2 separate regions of the Bombyx mori genome follow, and region 2 is linked to region 1. The links are chromatin contacts, called in public Hi-C maps. All regions are on one chromosome and are shown on one strand. Each heading gives the region's core, a stretch centred on a gene start, on an enhancer-like site or on the middle of the called end of the contact. The rest is flanking DNA. Distances are from core to core; before and after follow the strand shown.

What was found. A called contact is a pair of places that touch in the nucleus more often than the background predicts.
Region 2: a Hi-C map of posterior silk gland shows a contact between it and region 1, with 2.6 times the contacts expected there. The contact joins the promoter of LOC101742855 here to the promoter of LOC101740811 in region 1. A contact is called at or near these places in 3 of 7 Hi-C or Micro-C datasets (middle silk gland, posterior silk gland and whole pupa).

Annotation. Positions count from the first base shown.
Region 1 is chr23:7,465,914-7,470,391 of ASM3026992v2, forward strand. LOC101740811 (guanine nucleotide-binding protein subunit gamma-1) reads left to right here and starts at 2,261. Exons shown (of 1, transcript XM_004921698.5): 1 at 2,261-2,680. The coding sequence starts at 2,261. The coding sequence ends at 2,473. Cide-b (cell death activator CIDE-B) reads right to left here. Exons shown (of 3, transcript NM_001114870.1): 3 at 3,514-4,410. LOC732997 (prefoldin subunit 3) reads left to right here. Exons shown (of 4, transcript NM_001046993.3): 4 at 79-236. The coding sequence ends at 175.
Region 2 is chr23:7,652,558-7,657,143 of ASM3026992v2, forward strand. LOC101742855 (kelch-like protein 5) reads left to right here and starts at 1,267. Exons shown (of 10, transcript XM_038019222.2): 1 at 1,267-1,716; 2 at 2,165-2,199; 3 at 3,074-3,276; 4 at 4,137-4,334. The coding sequence starts at 1,484.

The sequences.
Region 1 (4,478 bases), core at 1,011-3,510:
ATAATCTCGAAAAACAATATCTGTCTAATATAATTGATGTTATGTTTAAAATTAAAATTAATTCGGATTTTTTTACAGAGATCAGTGTACCACTACCGAAGTGAATATGGCTAGAGTTTACAACTGGGATGTGAAGAAACGCCAGGCAGCTTCTGGTCGCATTACCACTTGTTAAGTTTAACAACAACTGAATGTGTTGACTGCTCCAGTATAATAGATTCATTATGAATACAAAACACATTTGCAAGTATGCAATGTCATGAGGAACTACTACATCAATGTCTAAATGAGTAACATATTTATAAAATTGATATTAACTAAACTAATGGATGTTTTCTTTTTATTAAATCATATTAATTTAAAATATGCATTTGGTTTCAAAACCCTAATGTAGTTCTGTCATTTTGGCTTATAGAAGAAAAGATTACTACACTAAAAATGTGAATTTGAAGAAGTCAGCATGGTCCAGTCATTATTATAAAGTCCAATGCGACTGAGTGACTGAGACTCCAACCTAGTTTCTCAAGTTGAATTACCGCATTCACGTTATTGTTATTGAATATTTCAGGAGATGTCTCGCTATTCGTGCGGAACCTCTATATCCATTTATTGTTAATAGTCCCGGCACCGACCATAAATTACACACTCAAATTAGGCCAGAACACGGGAGATCTTTATGATATGAAAGCGTTTGACCCAAACTATCGCTCAGAGATGATGACACGGCTATCGTGTATGTCTTCACTCACACAGTTTTAAATATCAACTTTTTCCAAAATTAGCATAACCTTTTCGGATTAAACAAATAATTTAAAAACGTGTAGTCGTCGTCACCGGATAAGAGTTTTCTTTTATGATTGAGGGATTCCTAGTGGCCTGGAAGCCTTTCCAATTTAACCAGGACATGTGGGCGAGCAAGGGCTGAACTAGGAGTGGTATTTGCTTACAACTACCCGAGCGCCTCTAAAGGAAACCTAACAACTCAAGAATAGCTGCTTCGTGACTGAATCTACTACTGGATCGGAATCACGACACACTGAGATCCGGCGAGAAACTCAGCGGACTGATATATATATATATAATTGCTTATATGGGTGGACGAGCTCACAGCCCACCTGATATTAAGTGATTACTGGAGCCCATAGAAATCTACGACGTAAATGCGCCACCAACCTTGAGATATAAGTTAAAGTCTCGTATAGTTACAACAGCTGCCCCACCCTTCAAACCGAAACGCATTACTGCTTCATGGCAGAAATAGGCGGGGCGGTGGTACCTACCCGTGCGGACTCACAAGAGGTCCTACCACCAGTAATTACGCAAATTATAATTTTGCGGGTTTGATTTTTATTACACGATGTTATTCTTTCATCGTGGAAGTCAATCGTGAACAATTGTTAAGTACGTATTTCATTAGAAAAATTGGTACCCCGCCTGCGGGATTCGAACATCGGTGCATCGCTACATACGAATGCACCGGACGTCTTATCCTTTAGGCTACGACGACTTCAAGAAGAAAGTGAAACTTAAGGTGATTCCCAGTGCAGTCTTTTAGATTGATTGAAACAGGCTTAAGATTCGAACCCAATAGTGATAGATAGACTCGAATCGAAGGATAAATACATTTGTAAGCCAGGTAGTTCCAACACACTGAGAGGACTCAGAGGAATCCTATCAGTTGTACTCTAATTCCTGCCCTTAATTGTTTGCTTGAATTCTGATAAATGACTACGTCTTTTAAATTTTATACTGTTGGGTGTCAGATTTTTTTTGTCTCTTTGCTATTAATACTTGTCAAGTAAATTTTTTGTTGTTTAAAGAATATGAATGATGTATCCGCGAGTTTTCTTTTTTCAGTCCTTCCAGTATACCTCAGCGCCCCACAAACTAAAACGGATCAAAAAAGCCAGTTACCAATGGCCGGAATTAAATGTAAAAACAGTCTGACCCTGAGCCTTTCTAGGTGCATTATCTATGGGCAATCCATTAAGTGTATATATAATCTATGGGCGATCTGCTGCCATTAATTGACTTTGACAATTTTCAGTAAATCTTAATTTATTATCCAGAAAAAATAAAATCCTCGGGTAAGTATGTAGTATACTTTTTAAAAAGTTCCTAATATAAATAGGAAACATATGTTCTGAAATTAAAGTATACTTTTTTTGTAGGTGACTCACGACGAGTGCAAGGCGACGCCCAGTTTCAGTCCTTTAGTTTTGCTTTTGTTTTCAACATAGGCCTCTCGGACACAGCCGTAATGGATATGATGGTATCAACGTTACAGCAGCAGCGGGCTGTAACTGAGCAGCTCCGCAGAGAAGCAGCAATAAAGAGAATCCCGGTATCTGTAGCAGTTTCAGATATCATCAAGTATATCAATGAACACGAGCAAGAAGATTGCCTTTTGGTTGGGTTTTCGAGTCAGAAAGTAAATCCATTCCGTGAAAAAAGTTCATGTACTGTCCTTTAAATGATCTTTACCTCTAATATATTTGGAGTCACCTGTAATGGAAACTTCTCTAGTTACTAATTTATTATTAACGTTTAGATTATTTCTGTTTCCATGATTAATATATCCGATTTCGCATTTTATTGTTAATTAAAATGTTCATGGATTGTGTTTTGATGTTTGTATTAAATTTTGATGTATTAAAAAATAAATAAAGAAATTATGCAATTCAGTGTTTATTTGTGCATCAAATAAAAAAACAATATTCTGTTATCAATTCCACAAATTAAATTTACAATTCCATTTCAATACAACTTGTTTTGTGTTAAACATTCTAACACAATGATTAGCCCATAGACATCACAACAGAATATTTCCACCTACTCTATTATTATTACACTGTCAGGTTGGCCCACCCTTATACCACAATACAAGATTGCTATAAAGTACAAATGGACACAGTCATGGCACATTTTAGACTACACTTCCACTAGTACTTCACAAATGTATACAGGGTAGCAGCAAAATATTTTAAAATATTGCTATCGTAAAAGTTAATTAAAATAAAATAAAGCAATAATCTAAATTAAACTATTTGCTGCACATTCCAGTTTTTCGTAGGAATAAATTTGCCACAGTCCACATTTTATAAAAAAAACTTAATCTATTTGGTGTTTCAAATTGTATTCAGATTATACACTTTACACATTTATAATAAATTTGAACCATATTTACTATAAACCACTATGCAGGATATTTTTATTGGGTAGGTATGTTAATCAATACTTTGCAAACAATTTAGTATTGTTGACATAGGTTTTAGTGTTTTTTTTTCACATTTTTAGTGCACACTCCTTTTACAATTTACAACTACATAGTATCATTGTTGTTTAGTTTTGAAATCAGAATAGAGGAATAAGAACATATACTAGCAGAATTCACTTATTAATTTCTGGTAAACAACCCTGCTCTAGCTCCTCAATTCTCATAAATTTGTACAGAAAACATGATTAATCATAATATGAATACCTAATATTTTTCAATGATTTTTTTTTTTTTGTTTTGTTCAGAAATATGTATGGTGCATGTTTATAATGAAACTGTTTGACTCTTACATTTTTTTAATAAAACAGAATTACTTAATTTTAACAAAATCGTATATTGTTTTTCCTATTGATATTTTATATGAAGGGCAAAGTGAAACTTGGGAATCTGAATAATAAGTAACCACTAAGATTACAAAATGGTATAGCAGTGGATAGAACAGAATTGCAGAGGAATTTATTCAATAATTGTAAATTTTGAGCAAATTTGGAATAAAATAATGCATCTTAATCTAAGGGTAAAACTATATAAAAAAAAAATTACCAACTATCAGTCTTTTAAATTGATGTTGATTATCAACCTTGTGGCAAATCGTCTCTCAAAAGTTTACAAAATAAAACATTGTGACATAATGATGCAGAAGGCCTTAAATTCTTAACACTATAATCTCTTTTCAAAACAAACTATATTACCAAATGTTTATCCAAATATGGATCTCTTTAAAAACTATACAACTTATGGTTAAAATACCAAATCATACCCATTTGGTTAAAAGTATGCAAAGGTCACTACCGAATTGAATTTTATAGTAGTGAATGAGAAAGTAAAGACAGAGAGCAAGAAATCATTTAAGTCTCATGCATATCTATGTACACATGCCTGCCTACTTAAGATTATCATCACTATCATATCAAACCATTATCCACATATTAATATTATTAGCTCATATTCATAAGATTAGCGTTTTAATACTACAATTTTTATTTATGTATCGTAATATAAACATTGTTTGATATTAATAATAATTGTACATTAATATCCCAATAGCTTTAATGCTGGAATAATATTATACTGTGTACAAATACCTTTATCAAACTTTAGATTAATAAGTTCCGTCTTGCCTGTGTGCAGACCTGTAAAAAAGTTTACATTGGTTAAAATTTCTAAGTATGGGAACACAATCACTTGTGCAAGTTCAAAC
Region 2 (4,586 bases), core at 17-2,516, 190 kb after region 1:
AAAGCTAAGTCTCAGTTGTTATTGGTTTTAATGTTTTTTTTTGATAACATAGAAATACATGTAAAAATCTGTTGTTTTGGAAATAATGGGACGTCTCAGGTACAAATAACAACGAAAAGGGGGTCAATTGGGATGAGAATGAGTTCAATGGGAACGACTTAAGTATAAATAAATACAGGTTTGTAGGGTTGCCTATGTAGTTATAACAATCTTTTTTAAATGTGTTGGTAAGAATCTAGTTTATTTATGATATTTTTATCTAGAACTTTTTTTAATTACTAATGTGTTATTTTATTGTTTGGAAAATATTTATATTATCAGTTACGTGTTGGTTTGAAAGAGCCTTATAAGAGATATGATCCCTTAATATTAAAAACATCAATGCCTATGAAATTAAGAATAAGTCTATAGTTGAAATAGCTAAGCAATTTAATATAAGTAAGTTGGTTTTGCACAGACATGTAACAACAACAATGAAATCTCAAGGTGGACAAAAATGTTTAAATGAAGAAGCAGAAAAATACATAATAAATGAATAAACCCATGCATGAATATATAATAAATGACTTACGCTTCATAATAAAGGGATATTTAGATCGAATTATATATAAAATATATATAATGCTCTCGTACGCAGTACATTAGAATATTGCTGCATTGTTTGGAAACCTTATTATGAGATATACAAGAAACGATTGGAAAGTGTCCAGAAACGGTTTCTATGGAACTTGTCTTACAGCTACAGTCTGGGTAGGAAGTTACCCAGCTATGGAGACATACTTCGTCACTTTAATCTTGACTCTATTTTTAACCGGAGGAAACTAATGGGTGGTATATTTCTATACAAATTAATCCATGGAATAACCGACACACCTAACCTCTTAAACCAGATAATAATATTATATATAAATGATCACTTTGTTGGTGCAACTAAATAAATAAATAAATTAATTAATAAAAACCAAGTGGTGGCAGTCCTAGCAAAATTATTAATTGACACTAATTTCAACCCCATTAACCCCAATTTCCGGGTAAATAGGGATATCACAACTTTTTGCTTAAACTGGAATGCTAATTGCATAGTTTTAAATTGAGTAACAAAGATACCCCCAAGATTCAATAATTTTGATCCTGATATAGCATTTTATACATCAACAACTACATACCTTAAAATTGTCCAAGTTGGGATTTGTCCCCCCGTTTTACCGGTACTTACAAACTGACTGTAAATTCAACACTGGCAATAACAGCATTGCCATAATGAAATAAACAGAAAGAAAGGTCAGTGACTGTTCTGTCAGGGAATAGCGCTTTGTTTTTAAATTTCGAGTAATATTCACTGCATTGTTCATTTTCTAATGCGCATTGATTGAAAAATATTCATTATTTTGTATTATCTTGTGCTTTTGTTGTGCTTTGTTCTGTTATAAATTGCTCTTATTCCGACTAGCGTTCTAAAATAAAATTAAAATTCTATTGTCTAATGATGTCTGGATCCGATTCTCATAAGTCAGAAACTACGAAAGACAATATATCCACAAATTCCATTGATGAAGGACTACCTCGAGAACTTAGTCAACTAAGTCTTTCCAGTTCATCTAGTCAAGATGAGTTCTTTTGTGATAAGGGACACGCTGAAGTAGCCTTAAAAAATATTTACGGATACTATCAATCACAGAAATTGTGCGACGTATTTTTAATCGCAGATGGATGCAGGTAAGCTTATATATTAGTTATAAATTCGGTTATTTTGGCTTTGATTCGAAGCTATTTTAAATAATGCAATTATGCTTTAAAAAACAAGGTTTAAAACATATAGTTTTAAATACATTTCATTCGCTTTTGACTACATAGGGTAAAGATACTGAGCTTCCAGAAAAAAAAAAATTGGCTTGTAAATTGAAATTATTGAAACTATATTAAACTTTATTTTAAAAGAGCTCTTGAAATTACAAAAATCATAAGACAGTATTTATTACAGTATATTTATCCTTGCATAGAAATTAACAAAGAATAAATATGAAACAAATCATACTATCCATATAAAAATATGATTTGTTTGAATAACTTAGTCATAACTTGAAAGTCACAATTTTGAATAACTTACTGCCAAGTTAATCAAAGATGAGAGAATAAAATTTTCAATATTTTTGTTTTATTTTAGGATACCAGCACACAAAGTATTATTGGCATCATGCAGTGAGTACTTTGCAGCCATGTTTACGGGTTCACTGCGTGAGGCTCAGCTAACGGAAATAACACTTGAGCGCATTGACTCACAGGCACTACAGGCTCTTGTTCACTATTGCTACACAGGCACAATAGGTTAATTTATTAGCCATTAATATACTAGATACAAATAAAAGATCAAATTTTTCCTTTCTTAGTGATGCAGATAAATACCCACAACATATCTTATTATATTTCTGTAGATGGTCTGTTTAGTTTATGGTCTACCTAGTTAAGTGATTATTGAGGGCCAAAGACAAAACAATTTAAATGCCACCACCTACCTTGAGACAGAATAGAAAAGTCTCAATATAGATCATAATGCCTATGTTGTCCTTCAAACTGAAACACCAGATTACTATACAGTAGAAAAAGGCAGGATCGTGATACTATTAACTATTACTACTACCTCTACAAGCCACAATACACCCCACCTATAAATAAATGTTGATTAGCAATCTCAATATACTGTTATAATACTCTTAAGATGTTGCTATCCATTGTCAGGTTAATATCTCAGTTAAAACACCCACAGGAAGAGATAGAATAGAGCTATTCTAGGCTACCACAAGGTACAAAATGGCTTTTGGAGCTGGAAGAAAAATCTGAATTCTTATTATGATGTTAATCCTTTAGGTTAAGAAGACAACCACTCTCAAGAAATATTTTGTCTCAAATACAACATTTTTGTATTGAACAATAATAGTCATTCTGATATATACATAGCAACTTTTGTTTTTATTTTTTTGTGTTGGCCTAATCCTTTGACTCTTCTTTGGAATATATCAATCACTTATAATTACTGGTTGTATTAAATATAATGAATCTATTTTATTTTTCACAGAACTAAGAGAAGAAACTGTGGAAGTTCTCCTGTCAACAGCAAGTTTACTACAGCTACATTCAGTAACAAATGCATGCTGTGCTTATCTTAAAAAGCAATTGGATCCTTGTAATTGTTTGGGAATAGCTCTATTTGCGGAACAACAGTCCTGCATTGATTTAAACAAAGCAGCTTTGAAATACACATACCAAAATTTTATGCAGGTATAGATTTTTAGCTGTTGAAACAGTTTTCTCGAAATATTTTTATACTAGCCTTCTGTCCCATGTAGACTACACTTGCTCATGTAATTTGGTTAGCATTAACCCTGTAAACTTAAGTATTTTTTTAACATAACACTGTCATAGTCAAGCCATTTTGTACAAAATAACAAACTATGTACTCAAACATTCCTTGTTTATCACTCTTTTAAATAAAGAAAGTTATATCTTAATCAATTATGTGGCTTAAAAGAAATAAACAAAGAAGAAGAGTCTCAGATTCTCAGCTTCATTTTATACTATTGAGGAAAAAACGAGTTTGAATAAACTAAGCTTAAAAACAATCATAAGAGACAAAACATTTTTAAAATAATCATCAAAAAGTAATATCTATACCAATGTCCAACAGTTTGGGAAGCAACCAAATAACGTAGATCTACGATCGATGCCCTCCATAATGAAACAGTTATAAATTAACCACAAACTGAAAAAAAAACACTGAACTATAAAACAATTCACAAACAACTCACACACTGGCATTTTTATTTTCTATTTATTGCTTAGCCAACCTGAGATATAAGTTCTGAGGTCTCAGTATAGTTACAACGGCTACCCCACCCTTCAAACCGAAACGCATTACTGGTTCACGGCAGAAATAGGCGGGGTGGTGGTACCTACCCGTGCGGACTCACAAGAGGTCCTGCCACCAGTAATTACGCCAATTATAATTTTGCGGGTTTGATTTCTTACACGATGAAAAGAAGAAATCTAAAGCTAAAAGGAAATCTAAAAAAAAAATTTTATTCTGCTATGTTTTCTGCTATGTATTATGAACTATAACTTGTTGTAATCCGTTATTTTAGGTTGTAAAACATCAGGAGTTTTTAGGTCTACAATCAGACCAATTATCAAGTCTGCTGAAATCTGATGATCTCAATGTGGTGACTGAAGAAAATGTATTTGAAAGTCTCATGACATGGGTACAACATGACAGTGCTAACAGAGAAAATTATTTGCCAACATTACTGAAGCTAATTAAATTACCCTTACTTTCGTCTGAGGTAGGATTGTTGTTATATTTAATTAGATCTTGTAGATATATATTAAAACTTGATCGATCATCGATCGTTAGTAAATATGATCCATTGCAAATAATAATAAAACAAGGACTAGGCTATAGATATAGTATAATATAGTAGATAACTGCCTGAATATCGAAGTGAGTAATATTTGTATCATTATTAATAGTGTGTATTCAGTCAGGAAATCTTAAGGCTTTATTCTTTCCGCTTATTGAGTTATGATTAAGAATT